Linked DNA regions of Mus musculus: regions 1 and 3 are each linked to region 2. A link is a contact called in public promoter capture Hi-C data. All regions are on one chromosome and are shown on one strand. The core of a region is the stretch at or near the end of the contact, and the rest is flanking DNA. Distances in the headings are between cores, read along the strand shown.

Region 1 (2,837 bases), core at 330-2,829, 1.8 Mb after region 2:
TGTTGGTTTGATTTCCAGCACCTAGAATATGGATCATAACTATCTCTAACTCCAATTTCAGGGGACCCAATCCCATGTTCTGACCAGGCATGTATGTGCTACATATATACATACAGGTAAAACATCTATATATATATGAATGGTATATATGTATATATTTGAAATACATATTAATCAGGCATGGTGGGTGACTCTTGTCTATAATCCTTGAAATACCACCATTTGGGAGACCAAGGCAGGATGACTGCTGAGAGTTAGCGGTCACCATGTACTGCACAATAAGGCTAGGTTAGTCTGGGCTGGAGTTAAAGTGTTTTAAACATCTAAAAAAAAATTATTTATTTAATGTATGTGAGTACACTGTGCTGTCTTCAGACACCCCAGAAGAGGTCATTGGATCCCATTACAGATGGTTGTGAGCCACCGTGTGGTTGCGGGGAATTGAACTCAGGACCTCTGGAAGAGAAGTCAGTGCTCTTAACCACTGAGCCATCTCTCCAGCGCAACATCTATCTATTTATTTATTTTTTAAAGATATGCTAGTGATTAATCTTTATTTGAGTCGGCCTGTGGTGTCACGTGCCTTTACTCCCAGCACTCTGTGAGTTTGAGGCCAGTATGGTCTACAAAGCAAGTTCCAAAACAGGGAAGCCCTGTCTCAAAAAATCAAAAAACAACAAAACTCCATTACTTTTGCTTAATCTCCTGAGGTTAACATCTTTACTAAGAGGTGGATCAGGTAACTTCTCAACAAGGAAAACCTGATTTAGGTTTCTTATGCCAGAAAATAACTTTTCCTTTCCTATTTGCAAAACCGGTCCGATACTAGTAGCCTTTTGGGCTAGAACACCTCTAACATCCCGTTGGCGTTCAAGGAATGGTAGTTGTTTCCTGCAGAAGAGAGTTGGGAATGCAGAAAGCAGTCCACATTTGACTACATTGAAGTCTCGTGGCCTTCAGCCGAGGACGTTCTGGGTGTCTGGCTCAGCAGCTGGCGGTTGGCGTTTTCCCGCGCAGAGGGCAGGGCGGAGCGCCAGCCTCGCAACGTGGGAGCTAGACCCACTCTCCGCCAGAACTACACCTCCCAGCAGGAACCACGCTGGTTCGCTTGGCAGGTGGCACCCATTGGTACTAACTCGGAAGCTAGCCATAAGATGCTCGAATAAGTCAGAATCAGGAGTTGTACTTAGGAGCACGCTGAGAAAAGGCGGTCGTAGAGAGTGCCTTTGCCGCGCAGCACTCTGGGAGTTGTAGTTCGCCCTCAAAACGTCTAGAAGCCAGGCTTGCTTTGAGTGGCTGCACCATGTCACGTGACGAAAGAGCCGCACGCATCGAGCATCTTGCAGTGTTTCTGAGGTCATCATAGCGCGACCGCACGCTTTAATAGTGGGTTCTCTATAGGCGGCGGATAGTACGACCCTGAAATTCTGACCACAAGCAATGTCACCATCTCCGCCGCCTCCACATAGTTCCTCTCGCTCAGCTCCCAGAGCTGTGTTAGCCAGCCGGGTAACCCCGTTCAATCTTCAAGTACTGGCTCCACCCTCTCCCGTGACGTAGGGATCACGTGACGGGCAGGGCCGCCTCTGCCGCCGCCGCCGCTTTGTAAGAGGCACATTGGCAGGTAACGAGCGGCGGCGGCGGCGGGTCCCGAGTCCAACGAGAGCAGCAGCGGTAATTGTCACCCGGTCCCCTTCATCCTGCCTCCCAGGGCCCTGAACCTTGCAGTGTATGCTTTCTGGACCTGGGCTAAGGTCTTCTGAACTCCCAGCCCCCTTTGGGATGCCCCAGCGTCTACTCGGGTGGATCGGGCCGAGCTTCCCTCGCTGGCTTCATGTTTCCGTAGTGTGTCCAGGCCTGAGCACTCTCTTTCCTCTCCCGCTCAGGTTGCCCTGTGCTTCCTGCTCCACCCCCCACCCCCCATCCTAGTTGGCCGGCCCCACCCAGCCCCAGGGGGCGCCTTCCCCTCCCCCCCCTTTGGGTTTTTATCCTGGAGGGTGTGGTTTTCTCTCCCACCTCGGTCCCTGCACGTTGGCAGGAGCTCCTCCGCCACGCTGTCGCCCCATCCGGACCACCTTTCAGCTTTCTAGTCTGGCGCCTGTCCTGGGACTGGTCTTAGTGCCCAACTTCTGCGCTCTAGTCTCTCCCCACTTAATCTGAAGGCATAGTTCAATTTTACTACTTTTCATTACTGTGGTCTTTGGTGTTAGTTGAAACTCTGTGAGTTTCCTCTTCATGCCCTATTGAAGTCTGGTGGTGTCATAGTTTATTTATTCTTTAAGGTGAGGTAAGAGTGCTTGTGAACTGTAAAGCGTTGTTAGAAATTCAAACAAATTCTTTAGCCTGGTGCGTTCCAGCTCAGTTTTCCTAGTCAGCTCTCCCACCTTCCCCCCTGCATTTTCAGGTTTAGTTACCCAGGCATAGTCAGCTCTCCCACCTTCCCCCCTGCATTTTCAGGTTTAGTTACCCAGGCATGTCAACTGTCACCACTTAGGATTCGTGTTTTCTCTTTGGGTTGGTCTTGGAAGTCTTCCTGCAGTTTTTTGCTTTAACATAATCTCGTAGTTTACTACCACTAATACGCCTTTCTACTTTATTTCCAAGGTGCATAGTCTGCCTACTCTTTACTTTTCTCCAGCAATTGTGTACAGTAACAATTGGAGCTTTTAGGTGATTCTATGAGGTACCCAGAGATCATTTATTTGAAGAGCATGCCTTTTTTTGGGAGGGCGTTTTTGAGAGAGGGTTGCACTACCTAGCCAAGGCTGGCTTTTAACTTGAGAGCCTCTTGTCTCAGTCTCTCTAGCTCGCTCGCTCGCTCGATAGTTTTTACAGGG
Region 2 (2,793 bases), core at 283-2,782:
TGTGTGTGTGTGTGTGTGTGTACAGCTGTGTGCGTGCATACAAACTTGGGTTTGTGTAGGGTGTGTGTGTGAGAGAGAGACAGAATGTGCATGTATGTGTAACACAGGGGTTTAGCCACCTCTTACCTAGGGCTCAGACTCACTTGTCCCTCTCCTCCTGCCTGTGTCTCCTTGCTTTGGTGTCCTGACTGAGGAAGGTGTCCAGGGACAGAGTCAGGCCTAAGGACTGGGGAACCTCCTCTCACCTGACCAGACTCTGACCCACCTACCTCAGCTGGGATGAGGGGTGCCCCTCATTCAGTCACATGGTTCCCAGTTACTCCACTCCTCACTTAAGACTCTGACCCAGCCTCAACCCTTAACTCTTGGGGCTTGGCTGAGGGGAACAAGCATTTGCTGAAACTTGAAAAACAAAACAAACAAACAAAAAAATGGGAAAAATTGTACCTGGTACATTTTTTAAGGAAAAAAAAAAGAATAAATTCTTGTTTGGAAACTTGAACTAACCTCTACTTTTTTTTGTGTTCAAGAGGATGGAGATGTGGGGCCTAAAGGGAGCTGGAATTCTGGCAACAAGCTCAAACCCATGAGATCTTAGGCTGGGATGAGCTGAGTCTTGGACCATAGTCTTAGTCCTTTTTGTATAAGGTGCTGGGGGCTGGGTGGGTAAAGTGAAGCTACAGAGGCTAAACTCTGAGAATCTGGATTCTTACACTGATTCTGTAGTTTAGCCCCATCAGAACCTCAGTGTCTGTATATGTAAAATGAAGGAGGAGGAGGAGAATGAGAAGAAGGAGATGAGGGGGGATACAGGCCTCTTAAAGCTTGTATTTGAGAGAGTGTCAGAGACCTGAGCAAGGTTGATGTGTTTCAGACAAAAATGAAAGGCTGAGGCTCTTTGTTTCCCTCTGTATGTAAGGGGATCATGCCTGACCGTTTCTGGCTCAGAAAAAAATATGAAAAAGAGCTGTTGATGCCTTGGGAAAAGAGGGAAGGGAGAAATCTCCGCCCAGTCCTAAGGTAAAGTTAGGCCTCCTAGTTACCATGACAACGGGAATGGGGTCAGTCCCCAGTGGGAGAGCTGGGCACAACAGCATGACTACCCAAGAATGTCACTATGGCAACCACGGGCAACTACTGAGCGCCAATCCAATCCATTGTCGTTATGGTGACAGATTAGGACAGTTATACACGAGCTGGAGGGTAAACTGAGTCACGGCTGTGGGTACAGAATTTGGTGGGCGGTGTTCCTGTACCACTTGCGGACGGAATATTGCCTCAATTTCTACCACAATGCCCAGGAGCTTCGTAGTTTTTGAGAACCAGAACAAACTTGCACTCTCGGGCTCTCTCTTCAAAGCCTACGTTTCCCAGGGAACGATTTGACGGACGCCGACTAGTGGGGATGGGAGGGTGGACTAATACGCCGGAAGTACGTCGGGCGGAGTGGACCAGCTGAAGGAAGGGCTCGGGTTCAGGCTTCACAAGAGGCCGCTCTGCCCCACCTCTCGTTGGTTCCGGAGGTCGCCGAGGCTGTGGGAAATGCTGGCGCGCGCGGCGCGGGGCACTGGAGCCCTTTTGCTGAGGGTGAGAGCGAGGCAACCTTCACCAGAGGCTCGGGACCGACATCACCTGGGTCTTGAGCTGGGAAGGAGTGGGCTTCTAACTTTGGGGGAAGGACTGTGGTCACAGGTCATGGTCCCCACGTGAATCACTCTCCGGGGACCCTTGGGGGGGGTGTCGAGATCTAGGGAGAGGGATTTAGGGATCCGCGCCTGGTCCCCAGCCTACTCTCGTCTTCCTTCAGGGCTCGGTGCAGGCTTCTGGCCGCGTTCCGCGCCGCGCCTCCTCTGGACTGCCCCGAAACACCGTGATCCTGTTTGTGCCTCAGCAGGAGGCCTGGGTGGTGGAGCGAATGGGCCGATTCCACCGGATCCTGGAACCGGTGAGAACCTCTCTTGCCCGCCCTCAGCCAGCCAGATCGTCTGATCGTTTACTCGTGTGGAAGTGGGACTTCCGTCGGGGCCTGTCTGCACTTCTAACCTGCGAGGACCAGTTCTAGCAGAGCCCAGTCTCCTGAACACCACCTCCGTGTTTCCCCGCTTTCCTAATACCCTAGTGACCCATAGGCTTCATTCCTGGAGCTACCATACTCTAAAGGCAGCAGCTCTTGCTGGCTTCCATTCTTGACATTCATAAGCCTAGTCTTATCTTTTTGTACTCTTAGGTTTCCCTACCAGTGACACCCCAGCCTTTGAGGCCATGATAGGAGGGATTGCTTCTCTATGTTTATACGTGACTTACTACTTACTCCAGACTTAGCTTAGAGTTCAAGTTTACTAGCCTCACCCTTCTGAGAATCTATGGCTCCTCTTCTCAGGGCCTGAACGTCCTGATCCCCGTGTTAGACCGAATCCGGTATGTGCAGAGTCTCAAGGAAATTGTTATCAACGTGCCTGAGCAGTCAGCCGTAACTCTTGGTGAGAGCGATGGGGTGACAGGGATGTGCTAAGTGCGCTAGGATGTGGTTGCTATAGATCCAGGGCTTAGGAGAAAGAGCTGGTTGGGACTTAGAGGTCTGACCGACAGTTTTTTTCTCTTCTGTTTGCTCCTGCAGACAATGTAACACTACAAATAGATGGAGTCCTTTATCTGCGCATCATGGATCCTTACAAGGTATCTGCCCTGGGTTTATCTAGTTTTCTGAACTGCCTCTTCCTTAAAATCCTGCATCTTCAGTTCTGATCCTATACCTGCCCTTTCAGGCAAGTTACGGTGTGGAAGACCCAGAGT
Region 3 (2,964 bases), core at 310-2,809, 1.1 Mb before region 2:
TGTTCTTACCACGAAGAGTGGAGTTTGCATCCCAGTTCCCACTAAGACAGCTCACAAATGTTTGTAATTCCAGCTGTAAGGAATCTGAAATCCACAGACACATGTAATGAATAAAAATAAAACCTTATTACTACACGAGAAGGAGATTTCCAGAAAGCCATCCCCTTAGTCTAGTCTCCTGACTGGCTTTCCATAGATACCTTTTACTTTGCCTTCTTTCTAAATATTTTTAAATGATTGTGTGCATGTGTGTGGGCATGTATATGTGTGTGGGCATGTATATGTGTGTGCCCACCCCTGGAGCTAGAACATGGGCAATAGACCCTGAGAGCCACCTATATGAATAATGGGCTCCAAGAGCAGTATGTGCTCTTAAATGCCAAGCCATCTCTCCAGCCATTTATTCATTTAATTTGCTTACAAATTAACTTACTGATTTGTTGGGTTTTTTTTTTTAATAATAATTTGTTAAAATTTTGAGCCAAGGACTTGCTATGTTCAGCTGGTATAACAGGTCTCTGCTGCCAGGCTCAACCTTTTTGTTTTTTTCTCCTTTCTCAAAACACCCTCTGTTTCCTAGGTGAGGTTTCCATTTTCCAAGAACTCCGCTCCCCGTAGCTTTCCTTTAGGCATAAAGTAACTATTTATATTGTTAACGTTTACATATGGAGTTTGACATATGGCTCATTGTTAGGACAGTCGTAGCAGAGAAAGTATTGTTCTTTATCCTTACTCTTGTTTCTGATAGTTTTCACTAGCGTGGAGACAAGGCAGCTAGGTTGGCAGGGCCCCCCAAAGATCCACCTGCCTTTGCCCTCCTAACACAACCATACCTCCCTGCCTAAAGTGATTCTGGGGCTCAGACCCAGCTCCTAAGCTTGTAAGGCAAACACTTTACTATATATATTGGGCTATATCTAATTAGTAAATAGATTCTTCCCAATGTTGTGACCCTTAATTTCACTGCTACTTCTTAACTGTAATTTTGCTATTGTTAGGAATCATAATGTAAATATCTGGTAGCCAACCCTGTGAATGGTTGATAGACCCCCACAGGTTGAGAACCTCTGCCCTAGCCTATCACCAGTGTTAGTGAACAAAAGCTTTTGTCATTTATGAACTTTGGTGACCAGTTGTGTCACTCTGTTAAGTATCTGTGCTTTGTTCTTGTTTTCCTTGTGTTGGTGCAGAGGTCAACCTTCTTGTACCTTGTCTTTTGAGATAGGGTCTTACTGGCCTAGATCTTCTCATAGTAGATTACACTGGCTGGCCAGACACCCTGCTGTCTGTCTGTCCCCCAATGCTGGGATTAGCTTTGCTTTTTTTATGTGCTTTTTGTGGAGAGAGCTCTGTAGACTCCCATTTTGAGTTATGGTTCATCATGGCAGTGGGGATGGGAGGCAATGGGGTCTCACCATGCCATCTCCTCCCTACCCCTCCCATTTAAAAAAGCAGAGTTGCTCAGCTTCTTTCTTTGGTTCAGTCCAAAACCCCAGGCATTGTATTAAGACTTGATCTTCTTGCCTCAGTTAACCTTATCTAGAAACTTCTCAGACATGCTCATGGGCGTGGCTCTATCCCATCGTGTTAGTTTAGATGAACCTTTACACCTCTCAACATAAGCCAGTTCCTTCCTTCTTTGGGAATGTAGTCCTCAAAACGTTCAGTGGTTTCTAAAGCCAGGCACGTTTTAGTCATCAGATAGAAGCTGGAACCTGCTACACACCTTCCTGCCTCCTTTCCACCCTTGATTCCCAGGCTGCACCACTCTGGATAGTAGAGGTAGTAGCTGTAGGTTTTAACATTTTACACACTTAAATTGTCAACATCTGGTAGGTTGAAAACTTAGCCCAACGTTATAGAAAAGAATTACCCCCTGAGAATTCAAAACAAATTTTTTCGAAAAGACAGGCCCATCTAATAATTCAGTCGTTTTCTGAGTTTGGTTCTAGTAGCACCAAGTGTCACTGGGAATCTTACATCAGAAGTAGCAATTCATATTAGGTAGGTGGGGCACACCTTTTTAATTCCAGTGTTTAGAAGGTAGAAGTGGGTAGATCTCTGAATTCAAGGCCGGCCTGGGCTACTGTCTTCAAAAACAAAAAAGTATGTAATAGAATACAACATAAACATGCCTGTAATCCCACACTCAGAACAAGGAAGGAGGAGGATTAGAAGTTCAAAGTTATTCTTCCCTATAGAACAAGTTGAAGGCTTGTCTGGGCTACTTGGAAGTAATTTTCTTGCTTTTCTGCATGTACATGATATATGTACATACGTGTGCATGCGTGCATGTGTGCTGGTGCTCTTAAAGTTTGGGGAATCTCATTATAAAGCCGGGCTTTCTTATTAAAGGAGTTAAAAACAAGTATATTTAAATAATACCATTAAGAGAATATAGGTTAGGTCATATTTTGCTAAATCATTTTGAAATATCAAATGTAACCATTTAGGTTTTTGTTTTTTTGTTTTTTGTTTGTTTGTTGGTTTGGTTTGGTTTGGTTTGGTTTGTTTTCTCTGTATAGCCCTGGCTGTCCTGGAACTCACTCTGTAGACCAGGCTGGCCTCTGAACTCAGAAATCCGCCTGCCTCTGCCTCCCGAGTGCTGGGATTAAGCCACTGCCCGGCTTTTTTTTTTTTTTTTTTTTTTTTTTAAATTTAAGAGACCGGGTCTCATGTAGCATAAGCTGGCCTTGAACTCACTATGTTAACCAAGGATGACCTCAGATTACCAATCTTCTGGCCTTTCTCTCCCAAGTTCTGGAATTACACTCTAGGTTCAGCTCCATTTATCGGTTTGCTTTGTTCCTAAAATCAGTTGTTTTCTGTGCTTGTCTTCTTAAAAATAGGACATTGTTGGTGCTAGTACGGCGGCTTACCTGGTCAAAGTACTTGGTGGGTTTGCATTGGACTGAGGTTCGGGTTCTAGCCCGCTGTATGGCTGATAACCATTTGTAACTCTAG

Evidence for each region. Promoter capture Hi-C pulls out the DNA fragments that hold promoters and counts their contacts.
Region 1: a promoter capture Hi-C map of pre-B cells shows a contact between it and region 2, with 5 times the contacts expected there. The contact joins the promoter of Ubap2 here to the promoter of Stoml2 in region 2. A contact is called at or near these places in 2 of 39 promoter capture datasets (cranial neural crest and pre-B cells), 1 of 484 Hi-C or Micro-C datasets (B cells) and 1 of 115 datasets of contacts at active chromatin or transcription factors (embryonic stem cells).
Region 3: a contact with region 2 is called in a promoter capture Hi-C map of neutrophils, with 3 times the contacts expected there. The contact joins the enhancer-like site here to the promoter of Stoml2 in region 2. A contact is called at or near these places in 4 of 39 promoter capture datasets (HPC-7-derived erythroid cells, cranial neural crest, liver and 1 more), 1 of 484 Hi-C or Micro-C datasets (CD4 T cells), 3 of 115 datasets of contacts at active chromatin or transcription factors (pancreatic cancer cells, stem cell-derived neural progenitor cells and thymic regulatory T cells) and 2 of 9 other capture datasets (adipose tissue and liver).

The regions. Positions count from the first base shown.
Region 1 is chr4:41,273,877-41,276,713 of GRCm38.p6, reverse strand. Ubap2 (ubiquitin-associated protein 2) reads left to right here and starts at 1,579. Exons shown (of 29, transcript NM_026872.1): 1 at 1,579-1,674.
Region 2 is chr4:43,030,123-43,032,915 of GRCm38.p6, reverse strand. It overlaps Stoml2 (stomatin (Epb7.2)-like 2), which reads left to right and starts at 1,532. Exons shown (of 10, transcript NM_023231.2): 1 at 1,532-1,587; 2 at 1,808-1,945; 3 at 2,381-2,480; 4 at 2,618-2,676; 5 at 2,766-2,793. The coding sequence starts at 1,543. Fam214b (family with sequence similarity 214, member B) reads left to right here. Exons shown (of 9, transcript NM_001253353.1): 9 at 1-502.
Region 3 is chr4:44,153,681-44,156,644 of GRCm38.p6, reverse strand. The region is part of intron 2 of Rnf38 (ring finger protein 38); the gene reads left to right. Among named protein-coding and RNA genes, the nearest start is that of Mir5106, 66 kb to the left of the region's middle. Within about 2 kb of position 1,559, at least 50 of the 459 cell types and tissues checked have an H3K27ac peak or open chromatin away from gene starts, as enhancers often do. A contact at or near this core is called in pancreatic cancer cells, where this site is marked.